2 separate regions of the Mus musculus genome follow, and region 2 is linked to region 1. The links are chromatin contacts, called in public HiChIP or PLAC-seq maps. All regions are on one chromosome and are shown on one strand. Each heading gives the region's core, a stretch centred on a gene start, on an enhancer-like site or on the middle of the called end of the contact. The rest is flanking DNA. Distances are from core to core; before and after follow the strand shown.

Region 1 (6,488 bases), core at 1,982-4,481:
CTTCCATAGTGAGGCTTAGGGAGACGATCTACTTGGCCTGGTAGGGTAGCATCTCTGTCCAACCAATCATGATGTCAGGCAGCCATCAGGGAGCTAATGGCCTGAGTTTTCTTCACATCCCCTTGACTCTTGCCACCACCATCATCAAGCCCAGTCCAGATTCCTATGAATGTGACAGCCCAGTGACCAGCGGTGGCACTCTCTGCCTTCCAAGACCCCACTCTAGGCAGTTGCCCAACAGTCTCAGGATGCACATTCACACATGGGACCATTTTTTGAATTCTTTGGGAGTGAGAGCAGCCAGGCATCAACAGAGCCCTGTTCACAGGCCAGGCTGGCAACGAGAGAGGGAAGCTATTGTGCAGGCCCCACTACACACTGTAGAACAGTGCCAGCCAACCAGACTGCGGGGCAGAGCTTCAGAGGAGGGCCATCCCATAGATGACGAGGATCCCAACTCCAGAGGCTAGACCCTGCCTCTAGATAGCAACTGTCCCAGAAGGGAGACCATGGGGCAGCCATCTTTCCCCACAGAACAATGAGGTTGGAACAGCTTCATAACAGGCAGGCTGCTTTGACTGGGCAGAGGCAATTGAGGCCCCAGGCCAAATGAAACTCCCCATGCAGGCTTGGAGTCTCAGTCCCAAGATGCCATCTAGGTGGTACTAATGCAGACATAGCTAGAGGAGGCCCAGGCCCACTCTGTTCCATCTGGGCAGCAGCCTATGGTTCCCCTCGCCTCTGAGTCACACCTTCATCAAAACCTAGAAATCCCACACGCCCTAGCCAGAAGAGCAGCATGCACACTGTGAGCCCTTGAGTAGTGAGTGAAAGGGTGACTGAAAGAATAAAGATAAGCAAGAGGAAATGGATGGAGAAGGAGGGCATTGAGCTGGGGAGGGGCTTAGTTGGTAATTGATTCCTACACAAGCATGAGGTCCCGAATTTGGATGCCCAACACCCACATGAAAGGCAGGCAGAGCAATGTGCACCTGCTATCCCATTGCTGGGGAGTCGGAGGTAAGTGGGTTCCTGGGGCTCACTGTGCAGAGAGTCAAACTGAATAGGTGAGACCTAGGATCCGAGAGAGACCTGGTCTCAGAAAATGAGGAAGACACCCGAGACTGACCTCTGACTATGCATGCACAGGTATAAACATACATACAAAGATACACACAGGCAAGGAGGAGTGTATAGTTATAAGCATTAGGTGCATGCATTAGATTTGAGGGGTGTGGAAGACCCTAGGCCCTACTTGAGTCATGTCCTCAACCAAATAAATAAGGGGATTCCTGATCACCCAGCAAAGCCAGGGCTCCAGGATCTTCCTCTATGTGCAAGAGAGGTACAGATTGGTACACATATCCATTGACCCAAAGAACACTCAACCCTGGCTGCTGGACATGGTATTGAGCCAAGATGGGCCTGATTCCCGTGCATTCCAAAATCCCCTACGAATTTGGAAAGCACCGGAACCCGGGGACTTTTCCAGAGTGTAGTTCATTCTGCCAATGAGAAAGACTACCATTACATCTGAGTGGTCCGAGAACTGCCAAAGCATGATGACCCACCCAGCAGAGAGGCTCTCCCGCTGTCCATGTAGCCACTGCCTCCTAGGCCTGGCCCAGCATCCCCAAGTGCAGCAGCACACACAAACAGGGTTCCACTTTATAACCTGAAATATCACTTGCCATCCAAGTAGCCCTTACAGGTGCCCCCCCCCCGCATGTTGGCAGCTGCAGCTGCTGGAGAGGGGATACCCACTTGTACCTACTGGGGGAAGGAGCCAGGGTCACATACATGGCCATGAAAACCTCTGCACTTGTCACTAATTAGAAAACTTAGCTGACAGAATTAGTTGCTTTTCTATTGCTATACAAAAACCACTACTAAAGCAACTCATGGAAAGAAGAGTTTACTTGGGCTTATGGTTTCAGGGTTTGGGGCCCATAATAATGACACAGCATGGCAGCAGGTGGCAGTCATGACAGATGGAACAGCTGAGCTCACTTGTCAAACTGTGAGAAGAAAGTAGAAAGAGAGAGTGAAAGTAGAGAGAGAGTGTGAACTGGGAATGGTGACTGACTGAAACCTCAAAGTCTGCCCCTAGTGACACACTTCCCCCAGTGACACACTTCCCTCAGTGACACACTGCCCCTAGTGACACACTACCCCCAGTGACACACTTCTTCCTGTAAGTCCACACCTCTCAAGCCTCTCCAAAAAGCTGCCAACCAGGGACCAGGTATTCAAATGTCAGAGCCTTTGGTGGGCATTGATCATTCTAAACACCATACGACATCATTCACAGGTAAACTCCCTGGGGCCGTCTAAAAGACTGGAGTTTAGAGATCAAACCCAGGAGACTTAAGCAATATCTACATCTGAGTAGCTTCTGCCATCTGCCCTCACCTCCTAATAAAGCAGTCAGATTAGAACTCAGCACGGGTGAAGATAAACCCTCAGACACAGTAAGAGATGTACCCACTTGTCCATGCCCACTGTATCCTAAGCTATCTCAGTCCTATCAAGCCGTCCATCAAGATTACTAACATCCTGTGTGATCACAACCCTGCATTTTCAACTCTGCCGTGGTCTTCCTCCCCTGTGCCTGCATTCTGTTTGTTCATCTAACCTTCTTGCACACTCTGTAGGAGGCACTAAAACAAGTGACCATGTCTTCTGCTCCTTTGCTTCTGGATTCTGGGGAAATCCTTCAACTGTAAACTGTGGCTTGGAGCCCTAGGTTTCATCTCTGTCTGTTAGAATTAACCCAGACAATGCCTCTGGGATGTCATGAGAATAGATCTGTGTGCACATATGAATGCATGTGCATGTGTGTGTGGGCTTGCAGGCATGTGTATGCATGTGTGTTTGTATACACACCGTGGTTAGTTTTAAAAGCCTATTTGCCACAACCTAAAATAATCTGGGAAGAAAATCTCAATGAGGGATTATCTAGATCAAGTTGGCCTATAGGCATTTCTATGAGAAACTATTTTGACTGTTGGTTGATATGAGAAAAATTAGCCCACTTGCGGTGGCTCCATTCCTTAGGCAGAGTTCCAAACTGTACAGAGCATGAGGAAGGTAGAGGGAAGTAGGTAACATGGAGGTGTTCCTTCAGCTCTTGGCTATAGGTATCATGTGACCAGATGTCTCAAGCTCCTGCCTCAGTGACTTCACTTCCATAATGGGACTGTAACCTAGAATTGTGTGAGCAACAGCCCCTTCATGCCTTGAGTTGCTTTTTCCAGGGTATTTTGTCACAGTAACAGAAATGAAACTAGGAGATGGTATATGGTTTGCTTGTTTCAAATCCTCTTTCTTTTGCTAACTTCATTTCCATAGGAGTTCACTTCTTCTGTACCTGCTGTCTTCACTGTCTGGGATCCTTGGTGCCCAGTCAGCATGGGGCTGAGATAGACTGTCCCTCATGCTTCAGGTCACCAAGTCCCCTGTTGTGGGGCTGGGCAGGGAGCTGGGCCAGTCGTTCTCCCTGCTGTGCCTCTCCTCCCAGGCCCCACTCTCTGACTTGATGGACAAAATGTTCTGTTGGTTGATCCTGGGGACATCCTTCAGCTATGTCCCTCCAGTGGGAAGGTCTGAGAGGCACAGTGGTCTCTCTATTCACAAGGACTTCCAAGCTATAGTCACCCCTCTTTAAATTGGGTTCCAAAAGTCATAGTAGAGTCTACTCCACTCTACTCTATTATGGGGGATCAACAACCCCAGATAGAGGCCTGTTGATCTCCCATGAGAAGATGCCTATGATCTATAAGGACTCCATGGTTGGCATAACTCACAGTCCTGATTCTAGAACATTCTAGTCTACCCTCCATGCCTCACTGCCTCCTTGGAATCAAAGGTCTACTTATACCCAGACCAGCTGGAGTCCTGGCAACTGGTCTGACTCACCTGGCTTCATTGTGCCTCAGCTTCCTGAGCCTCAAAGGAGTCCTGGTCCACCCTAGGAGCCTGCTATGAGAACAGAGGACCTGTCATTCAGCCCTTGTTCCAGAGATGAGCTATGATTTGGTGGAAGCCAGTTATGATAAAATCTCTCATGGTGGTCAACCAGCAATGAGGTTCAAGTCTTCAGTTAAGAGCTCCTTTCTCTGGCTGGTGAGCTGTGTGGAGTGTGATGCAATGCCTGGAACTCCTGCAGTCGCTTTGTTTCCACGAGGCCATTCATCCCAGTGACAGTGCCAACACAAAGGGGCCAGAAGTATAAGAAAGCTGGTAGATTTCAAGCCAGAGCCTTGTAGACCATCTACCTCAGGCTGTCCAGCTGAGAGCCACTCAGAGTCAGTGTTTCTGTCTCTGGTAACTGATGAGCAGTCACTCCCACACCACAAGATCTGCTTTCCAGTCCTCTTCTTGGCCCCAGAGTTGGCTTGGTGCCATACAGTGAGACCTTCACCCACTGCCTCCAGCTCTGACCTTCTCAGCATCCCCATCACTGGCTCCCAGGTGTCTTTCTGAGACTGCTGCTGAGCTTAGCGAGGGCCAGGACTTGTTTGAACTTACCCTGTGTGATAGTTAATGTGTACTGTGAACCTGACAGAGTCTAGAAACTACTGGGCATGTCTGTGAGGATGAATCTAGGTTAACTGAAGTAGAAACACCTCACCCCATGTGGCCGGCACCATGCCATGAGGCAGAATCCCAGCTGGAATAAAAAAGAGAGAGCAAGCCGAGCACCCATGCTCATCTCTCTCAGCTTCCTGACTGTGGATGGGAAGGGACCAACCGCCTCAGCCTCCTGCCTTTCTGCCTTCCCACTGTGATGGATTACCCTTAGACTGAACCAAGATAAATCCTTCCTTTCTCGAGTTGCCTTTGCCCAGTGTTTTGTTAAAGCAGCAAGAAAAGCAATTAACATATACAGCTTGCTAGCACCAAGGCCGGGACTCGAACCTAGAACATCATGATTGTAGGTCCAGGAAACATTCCTGAGCAGCCCACTCAGCAGCCACCAGTCAGCCAGGCAAACCCAACAAGCTGTTAAATTGATACTTTGCAAACTGCACATGTTTCCAATTTCAGAGTGGGGCTGGAACTTTGAAGCCCAGGCAGTCTTCTCCTGATGTGGTGAGGATGAGGTGGCTGTGCTGGGAAGGGATAGGATCTTTGAAAATGCTCTGCACAGACCCAGAGGCACCCACAGGCTGGAAGCAGATCAGAAAGCAGCCTCTCCTGAGGCCACAGCAACCAGGAGCCCACTTGAAAGAACCTCATATCAGATTCACTTGTTTTTCTGTTTTCCTCTGGGTGCCTCCCTAATGGGATGATGTTGGAGTTGAAAATAAATAAACAAGAGACAAGGTAAGCAAAGACAGCTGGCTGTCATGGCACACAGTCTGGCATCTCAGATGTGGAGAAGTGGAGGCAGGAGGTTCAGAAACTAAGGCCAGCCTGGGCTACATGAGATCCTGACTCCAAAACAAACAAGCAAATAAACCAACAAGCAAAAGGAGGTCTTTCTCTCACTAGCAGGGCTGGAGCCGGAGAGCTGCTCCCTGCAGGCCAGAAGGCTGATGAGAAGCCTCCATCTGCCTCCATTGCTTTCCAGATAACTAGCAGTTACCATCGTGGACTCTGCTCACACATCCCCTGCCCTCTTTCTCTCCCATAGGTGGATATCACTCCTGGCATCATTATGGCAACAGAAATAAAAAGCAAAAACACAGCAAAGTCACATCTGGCCAGAGACAGAACCCAGCCCATAAGTCAAGTCTGATTGAGCGCAAAGGTGGACAGGGCAAGGGTCCCTGACCCCAAGGAGCTTATAATCCCTCGAGGCCAGTGGTCTGAAATGGCACCAGAAATTCCAGATGGCGAATTTTCGTTCTGAGGAGGTGTGAACAGGGTCCCAGGGTCATGGGAGAAGGAATGTCTCTGGAACCATCGACCAGCCAGACAAAATGCAGGCAAGGACCAGCTTTTACCTAAGCCATGGGAAGGTCACAGGGAGGGCTGGGATGGGGACAGAAGCTGTTCATCTTGGGCTGGAGAATGCAGGCAGGACAGAGAGACAGCGAGAGAGCTGGGGCTGGGCAAACAGGAAAACCAAAAGAAGTTTCAGAAGTGAAGTGTGTTTGAGCAGCTGGGCACAAAAGGATGCTGCAAGGCATCATGGGAGAACTAGGATCCTGCCTGGAGGGCCCCTGAGTCAAGAGAAGGATCCACCATTTGGGGCTTAGGGACAGGCTTGGGGAGCTGAGGGCAGAGCAAAGTCCTGGTGGTCAATGGTCAGTCCCATTCTTCTCCAGGCAAGTCCAAACTCAAATTCCAGAAAAGGTGTCCCCAAGGGCACTGATGGGACTCAAGGTCACAGGAAGGGGTCACATGGTCACATGGTCACATAGAGGGCTGAGGTGTTAGGATAAGGGAGTGAAGAAGTCGGAGCTCTGGAACCAAGGCCACCCCTTGAGATGTGAGAGCAGGACAAGAGTCACAGTGAGGCAGGGACAGAGATTCCCAGC
Region 2 (6,488 bases), core at 1,735-4,234, 100 kb before region 1:
CTAAATTCTCAGTTTGGGGACAAAAGATTCCTGTCTAGTCAGACCCAAATATGGCTCCTTTGCATCTTCTTTGCTAGGAACAGACTGGGACTGACCCAGCTCCAGCCAATGCTACCCAACCCCCACCATGGACACCACAGCAGCAGCCCTGCTAGGATAGCTTCTTTTCATTTTACAAAATCTCACAACTAGTTAAACCAATACAGGATGGCAGGGGCAGGAGAAAGATGTCACCTGATGGCTATCCTGATGTCAGAGAGAAACCCAAGAGACCCAGCAACCTACTCCTCAGACTTCTTGAGGTGCATGCCTTCTGTTTCCTGCCCGTGAAATGATAACTTAGGGCTTTGTTGGCCACCAATACATTCTAGAACCTTCCTGGATGAGTGTGGTGGCTGCTTCCGTGTTGCCCATAGCTTGATGTGCCCCAAGCTGTATCTGTAGGCCATTCCCTACTTCCTGTTATGAGATACAACCCAGGAGAACTGTGCCAGGAATACCTCAGAGTTGTGACACATTCAAATTTGAGAATGATCAGAGAAGAAACACTGTACTTATTTTTGACATTGTGCACAGGTGACTTGCTGCACTGTGTGTGTGTGTGTGTGTGTGTGTGTGTGTGTGTGTGTGTGTGTGTGTGTAGGGGGGTGGCTATCACGGAGGCAAGGACTACAGACATTATACGAGCTCTGCATTTTCATGCTCTCTGAGACATTGTGAGCCACCTGGGTAGATGGTGACAAGGCCCATATTGGTGACAACACAGATTTTATGTATTTCTAAAGAAATCAGGAGGCTGGAGGGATGGCCCAGCTGTAAAACTACTTGCTGCTTTTGTAGATGACCCGAGTTCAGTTCTCAACATTGACCTTCAGTGGTTCACAACCACCTGTAACTCCTGATGCAGAAGATCTGATGCCTCCTTCTGGACTCTGAAGATACCTACACACACACACACACACACACACACACACACACACACACACACACACAATCTTTGAAAAAGAAGAAATGGAGATGGGAGGCAGCTGAGGAAAGGCAGGTGGCTTCGTTAAGGTGGCCAGCCATGTGGCTTGCCAGGGACTTTCCTGATTGGTTTTGTCATTGAAAGTCCCCATGGTGGGAACTATTGCTTGGGAAAACCAGGACAGTGGGTCACCCACTGCCCTACCTTCCGGGGCATGTCCCCCAAGGGCTGTGTCACCTCTGGCACGTCCTGTGCCTACTTCTAGGACATTTGCTTCCAGGCTGCCTCCCACACTGGCTTCTGGGAAAGTGTTTGCCTAGCAGAGCCCAGTCTGACACCCTCAGGCTTAGCCTGTAGCTCCCAAGGGCTGGCAGCACACTCTGGCCCCAGGTCCCCCATGTCCTGGAAAGAAGGGGAACCAGAACCCATTCCCACGAGCTGGCTCTTCTGTGACCACCTGGGGAGACTGGGAAGAAGTATTGGGAGATACTGGAGGCTACACCTTCCCGTCCCTTGCTGCAAAAGAGGAAACTGAGGCACAAGGCAGGGAGTGTCATGCCCAGCATGTGGCTCTGAGGAACTGGAATTCCTGTCACCCTGATCCATATATCCCCCTCCCCATGCTGTACATGGGGACAACAGTAGACTACCTCAGGAAAAACCCCAGCCACTATGCTGCTGGTTTCTTAGGCCTGTGTCAGTCCAACCAGTGGCTATAGAGCCTTTGGCTCCTTTGAAAAACCAAGGCATGTGAGGCCTCAGCCAGTTCACCCTGATTAAACAGAGGAGACCTAGCTGGTTCAGGGAACAGGTGTAGCCAGCCCAGCCTCCACATGGGGTTAGATAGACTCCCCATGGTGTCTTTCCATCCTCCATCTCTCCTTGTCCCTGTGGCTTTAAGAGGGAGAGCATAACCCAAAAGGTCAAAAGCTGCCCTCCTGGAGGAAGAGGCTTGTCTCTATGCAAAGGACCCAGGCGGCACCAGTATGAGCACCACAGCAAGAGACTGCATGCATCTCAGTGCCATGGTGATCTGGGTTTTATCAAGATCATCTGTAGCTATCTCTCTTTTGAAGAGAAGGTTGTTTGTTTTTTTGTTTTTTGTTTTTTTTTTTGCCTTTTCAAGTTTTTATTTTTTTAATCTTTACTTTTCCCGTGTGTGTGTGTGTGTGTGTGTGTGTGTGTGTGTGTGTGCACGTGTGCACATGTGTGCATGCTTATATGTCCATGGGCATGCATGTGGAAGCCTGAGAATGAGGTAGGGAGTCATCCTCCATCGTCCTTCCATCTCATTCATGCAAGCAGACTCTTTTGACCAGCATTCACATCAGGTTTGGGGGATCTGAACTCAGATCCTCACACTTAACTGCTAAGCCATCTTGCTAACCTTCCTCTTCATTTTCAAGCAGCTTTGTTGCACTGAAAGTAGCACATCCAAATCACAGGCTTCCCCAGCCTATGCTGTCCTCTGGGCCAAGGGGCTGCTCCAACACCATCTTTTAATTGTTTAGTTATTTATTGTTTAGTTATTTATTTGCAAACACAGAGATGGCTCAACATTCCATGACATAGAGAGAGCACATGTTTTAGGAGTCATGCACCAACTCTCAGGTCCTGGGAACAGGAGCTGAAGGCGCTTGGGCTTTTCTGTAGGCCAGAATTCCCATACCCGTGTGAGGAAGAGCTCAAGGCTGATCACTGTCATGCTTCGTTGCAGCTCTGTGCCTTGTCCACTACACCCCGTGTCACAGAGTAAACCTGAGGCTCGAGGAGCCAAGCGTCCTGTCCCAGCTTCAGGTGCCATGAGTCTTACACTGGTTTAGCTCATGGGAAGTGCCGGGTACCACATGGCAGCCAGGTAAGCCCTGGCCAACAGGGACTGTGCCAGGCCCTGGCATCTTTCAGGACTTCTGCTTTGGTTTGCCTCCTGGAAAGTTTCTAGGTCCCCCTCCAGTGTGTGGAGGTTCCCTTGGTATCTTCCAGTGACCCCAGGTCGTACAGATGGGGAACCCCAAGTCAGACCAGAGCTCATAGCTCCTGCTTTGTTCCTCTCCTTCACTTCCCTGCCCACCTTCTCATATATAGGGTATACTCAACTTTAGGGTGACTCCCGAAGGGTATGACTGTGTCTGAACCTCAGAACCTATGGATGAGACTTTGAGTGGAAAATCATGTTTTTGCAGATGTGGTTAGGTGAAGGATCTAGAGGTAAGGTTGCTGAACTCACCATGTAGGCTCCAGTCCTCCAGCAACTAACTACCTTTATGAGAGAAGCAGAGGGGCTTACATACAGTAGAGGGGATGTCAGATGACACAGGGTCCAGGGTGACACTGCTCCCAATCAGGTCTGTCTGGAGTGCCTAAGAGCTTAAAGAGGCAGAAGGATTGCTATGGAGCCTCCCAAGGGAGCATGGCATACCACACCATGACTCTGGCTTTCTGTCTGAAACCCCCAAAGGGTCAAGTCTTTTATCCAAGGCCACCCAGTCTGTGATCATCTGAAGCTACAGGAATGTAAGAGCAAAGTACTTCAATCCGGTGAGAGACAGCAAGATCCTAGGCTCTGCTCTAGGGCGGCCAACCCCACTCCTGTGCCCTGTACACACAATGGCTCACTTGGTTGCTGTACTGTTTCTCCCAGGGTACCCGTGAGTTAGTTCAGAGCCAGTGGGGTGCTTACAATGATGCTCCCTGGGATCCCGTCTGCATGCAGCAGCCTCTACCGGGCTCATGGAGGTCTCTTTACTGCACACCTTGCACCACGAGCCTTGGAGATTGAGATCTTGGTGCTTTATGTACGATGCAACATGACACAGAGAGGCAGACCAGGGCAGGTCCTGGCCATTTGCCAGCATCCCTTCACAGCAGCTCTGTTCTGAAAACCACACCCCATCCTGGTCCCCTAAGCTCTAAGTCACAGGTGTCTTGCCTATTATTTGTGAGTGGGGCTCACACCCAGGGACATCTGGCAACCTCCAGCAAGTTCCCCAGAAATCCATGGCATCTACGGCCTCTTGTCCTGTGTCACAGCCGAGTCAGAAGAAGCAAAGACATTGTGCTGTGAGGTAGAGTGGCAGGCCGAAGTCACTTATCCTGCTTCCCTGAGCCCATCACCCAGCATTCAGCATCCTTGCACACCAGAGGGGATGGGCTGAGAGAGATGCCCTGAGGTCTTGGGAGGGTTCAGGAAGTGCCAGCACACATCTCCAAGACCCCAGGAATGCAGCCCGCTGCCAGGCAGGGGCCTCTTGCCAGCCAGTCTTGCTCCATCCCTCAGCAGAGTCTGTGATCTGGTTCCAGCCCAGGGAGGTACAAACAGCAATTTGGGGCTTTCTGAGGGGCCTCTTTGGCCAGATATTTTCAGTTAAAGCTCCCTGGGCTAGTGGCCAAGCAATGCAGTCCAGGTGAAGGGTCCCAGTGCCCTATGCCACCCAGGAAGGAGCAGAGGCTGGTTTGTTTTTGTTTGTTAACCCTCAGTATTTATCAGCATGTATTTGGAACATCCTGGGTCTTCCCCCACAACTCCGATCAGCAGGCAAGCTAGCAGCCACCAGGCCTTGTGCCAGAGCTGGGTGTCCAGAATTCTCCTAAGGGCTGACTGGGCTGGGGACCATAGAAGGGCTTTGTGCTAAAGGCCTCAGGGAAGCAGGAGGGAGAGACCTAGAAGAGTATGTATTGGGACTGAATTGTGACCCTTTTTACACATGACAGTTCTGATACCAGAGCCTTGGGAGAGACTATATTTGGACATAGAGACAGAGAAGAGCTGACCAGGATGACATAGGAGGCCAATAGGACAGGCCTTGATCTAGTCTAACTGGAATCATTTTAAGAAGTTATATCAGGATGTGGTCACACAGAAAATGGCCACGTGAGTATGCCAGGAGAAGATACCGTCTCCAAGCCAAGGACGGAGGTCTTAGTCAGACTTGTGACATCTCCATTTTGGACTTCAACCTTCCAGGATACAGGGTTGGGGGGGTGTCACCTGTTGAAGCCCCCAGGCTGTGGGGCTACATTGGGAATTCCTCTCCTTCCTCTCACGTTCATGAGAAGGTTCAGGAATGGATGAGGTTGGAAGAAATGAAGGTAGAGGGACCAGAAAGGGGCGTTTGTCCCAGAGCAACAGGAATAATGGACAGGTCCATCCAGGGAGCAGGGCAGGGGACAAGGCTCACATGACCAGACACACTGTTTATATTTACCTATCAACTGTACAGTGCTGCTGTGGACCTTGGGTCTTGCACATACTAGTGGCCTTCTGAATCGAAGCACCCCTCCAAGTTCTGGGCTTTTGTGAGGTAGGATTATCTGATGCAGCCTGGGCTAGCCTTGAACTTGGAATCCTCTTGTCTTGCAGGCATGCACTACCACAACCAACCTAGACATCCATTTTAATGTTGATTTACTTTGTAATGAAAATATGGCTTTCAGGGAATCCAGGTGAATGTTTAATCTGATTTTATTGAGGTGTTATGCTGTAGAATGGTTCTCGCACCTGCTGAGCTCACAGCTCTGTGACTTGGCCAGGTGTGAGTGTAGGAGAGTCCTGAGTCTACGAGGTCATTCTGTCCCCATACCCCTTCCTGGCCCCACTCACAGCCTCATCGTGGTTGGGCCTTTCTGGTCTGCTTTCTTTCATACCAGATTGAACACTTCCTGCAATTTGGTAAAATGCCCTTTGGACCTGCCTTTTTCATACACTGTAGCTTTCAAGAATCTTAAAGGAGTAGTAGTGCTTGTGGTACCCCTGTTTCTATGGGCAGACAATCCCCACCCCCTGCTGCTGCTTAGCACTTGGGTAGTTTGACAACATGCTTACCACTCACAAGGCTACAGTGAGCATTCATGTCTAAATCTTTGTGTAATGGTTTTTATTTCTCTGAGAAGCCAGGGGTAGAAGAATCGGGTCATATGACAGGTGTCTGCCTGTCTGTTTATGGGCACATTCATGGATGCGTACACTCACACACTTGTACATGTATGCATATGGAGATGAAGGGCAGCAGTAGGTGCTCTTCCCTAAGATGCCATCTACCTTGCTTTTTTAAAAAAAATGGTTTATTTCCTTTTATTTTTTTGTGAATGAGTGTTCGGCCAGCACATGCGTGCATGAGTGTGTGTGTGTGTGTGTGTGTGTGTACCACATACATACTTGGAGCCAATGAAGATCTGAAGAGGGAAGCAGGTCCCCTGAAACTAGGCTTACAGTTGTGAGCTACTACGTGAATGCTAAGAACTGAGCTTGAGTCTTCTGAAAGAACAGCAAGTGCTCTTGCCCACTGAGCCATTTCTCCAGCCCTTCCATCTTTCTTTCTGAGATCTGGGCTCTCACTGGCCTGGCTTTCATTGGTCAGGCTGATCTGGCTGGCCAGGAAGTCACCACAGATCCTCCTGTCTTGTCTCCTTGGCACTGGGATTACAATACACCTGGCCTTTACATGACTTCTTAGGGTGGGGGGATACAGGTCCCCATGCCAGCTCTGAAAACACTTTACTCGCCAAACTGTCTTCCCAACCC

What was found. HiChIP or PLAC-seq counts read pairs in DNA pulled down with a chosen protein or histone mark.
Region 2: an H3K27ac HiChIP or PLAC-seq map of bone marrow-derived dendritic cells shows a contact between it and region 1, with 5 times the contacts expected there. The contact joins two enhancer-like sites. A contact is called at or near these places in 1 of 15 datasets of contacts at CTCF or cohesin (large pre-B cells), 9 of 484 Hi-C or Micro-C datasets (bone marrow-derived dendritic cells, bone marrow-derived macrophages, embryonic fibroblasts and 5 more) and 9 of 115 datasets of contacts at active chromatin or transcription factors (the HPC-7 cell line, T-cell acute lymphoblastic leukemia, bone marrow-derived dendritic cells and 6 more).

The regions. Positions count from the first base shown.
Region 1 is chr7:144,987,599-144,994,086 of GRCm38.p6, reverse strand. No RefSeq gene overlaps it. Among named protein-coding and RNA genes, the nearest start is that of Ccnd1, 51 kb to the right of the region's middle. Within about 2 kb of position 3,231, at least 17 of the 459 cell types and tissues checked have an H3K27ac peak or open chromatin away from gene starts, as enhancers often do. A contact at or near this core is called in bone marrow-derived dendritic cells, where this site is marked.
Region 2 is chr7:145,091,652-145,098,139 of GRCm38.p6, reverse strand. No RefSeq gene overlaps it. Among named protein-coding and RNA genes, the nearest start is that of Gm46023, 26 kb to the right of the region's middle. Within about 2 kb of position 2,984, at least 14 of the 459 cell types and tissues checked have an H3K27ac peak or open chromatin away from gene starts, as enhancers often do. A contact at or near this core is called in bone marrow-derived dendritic cells, where this site is marked.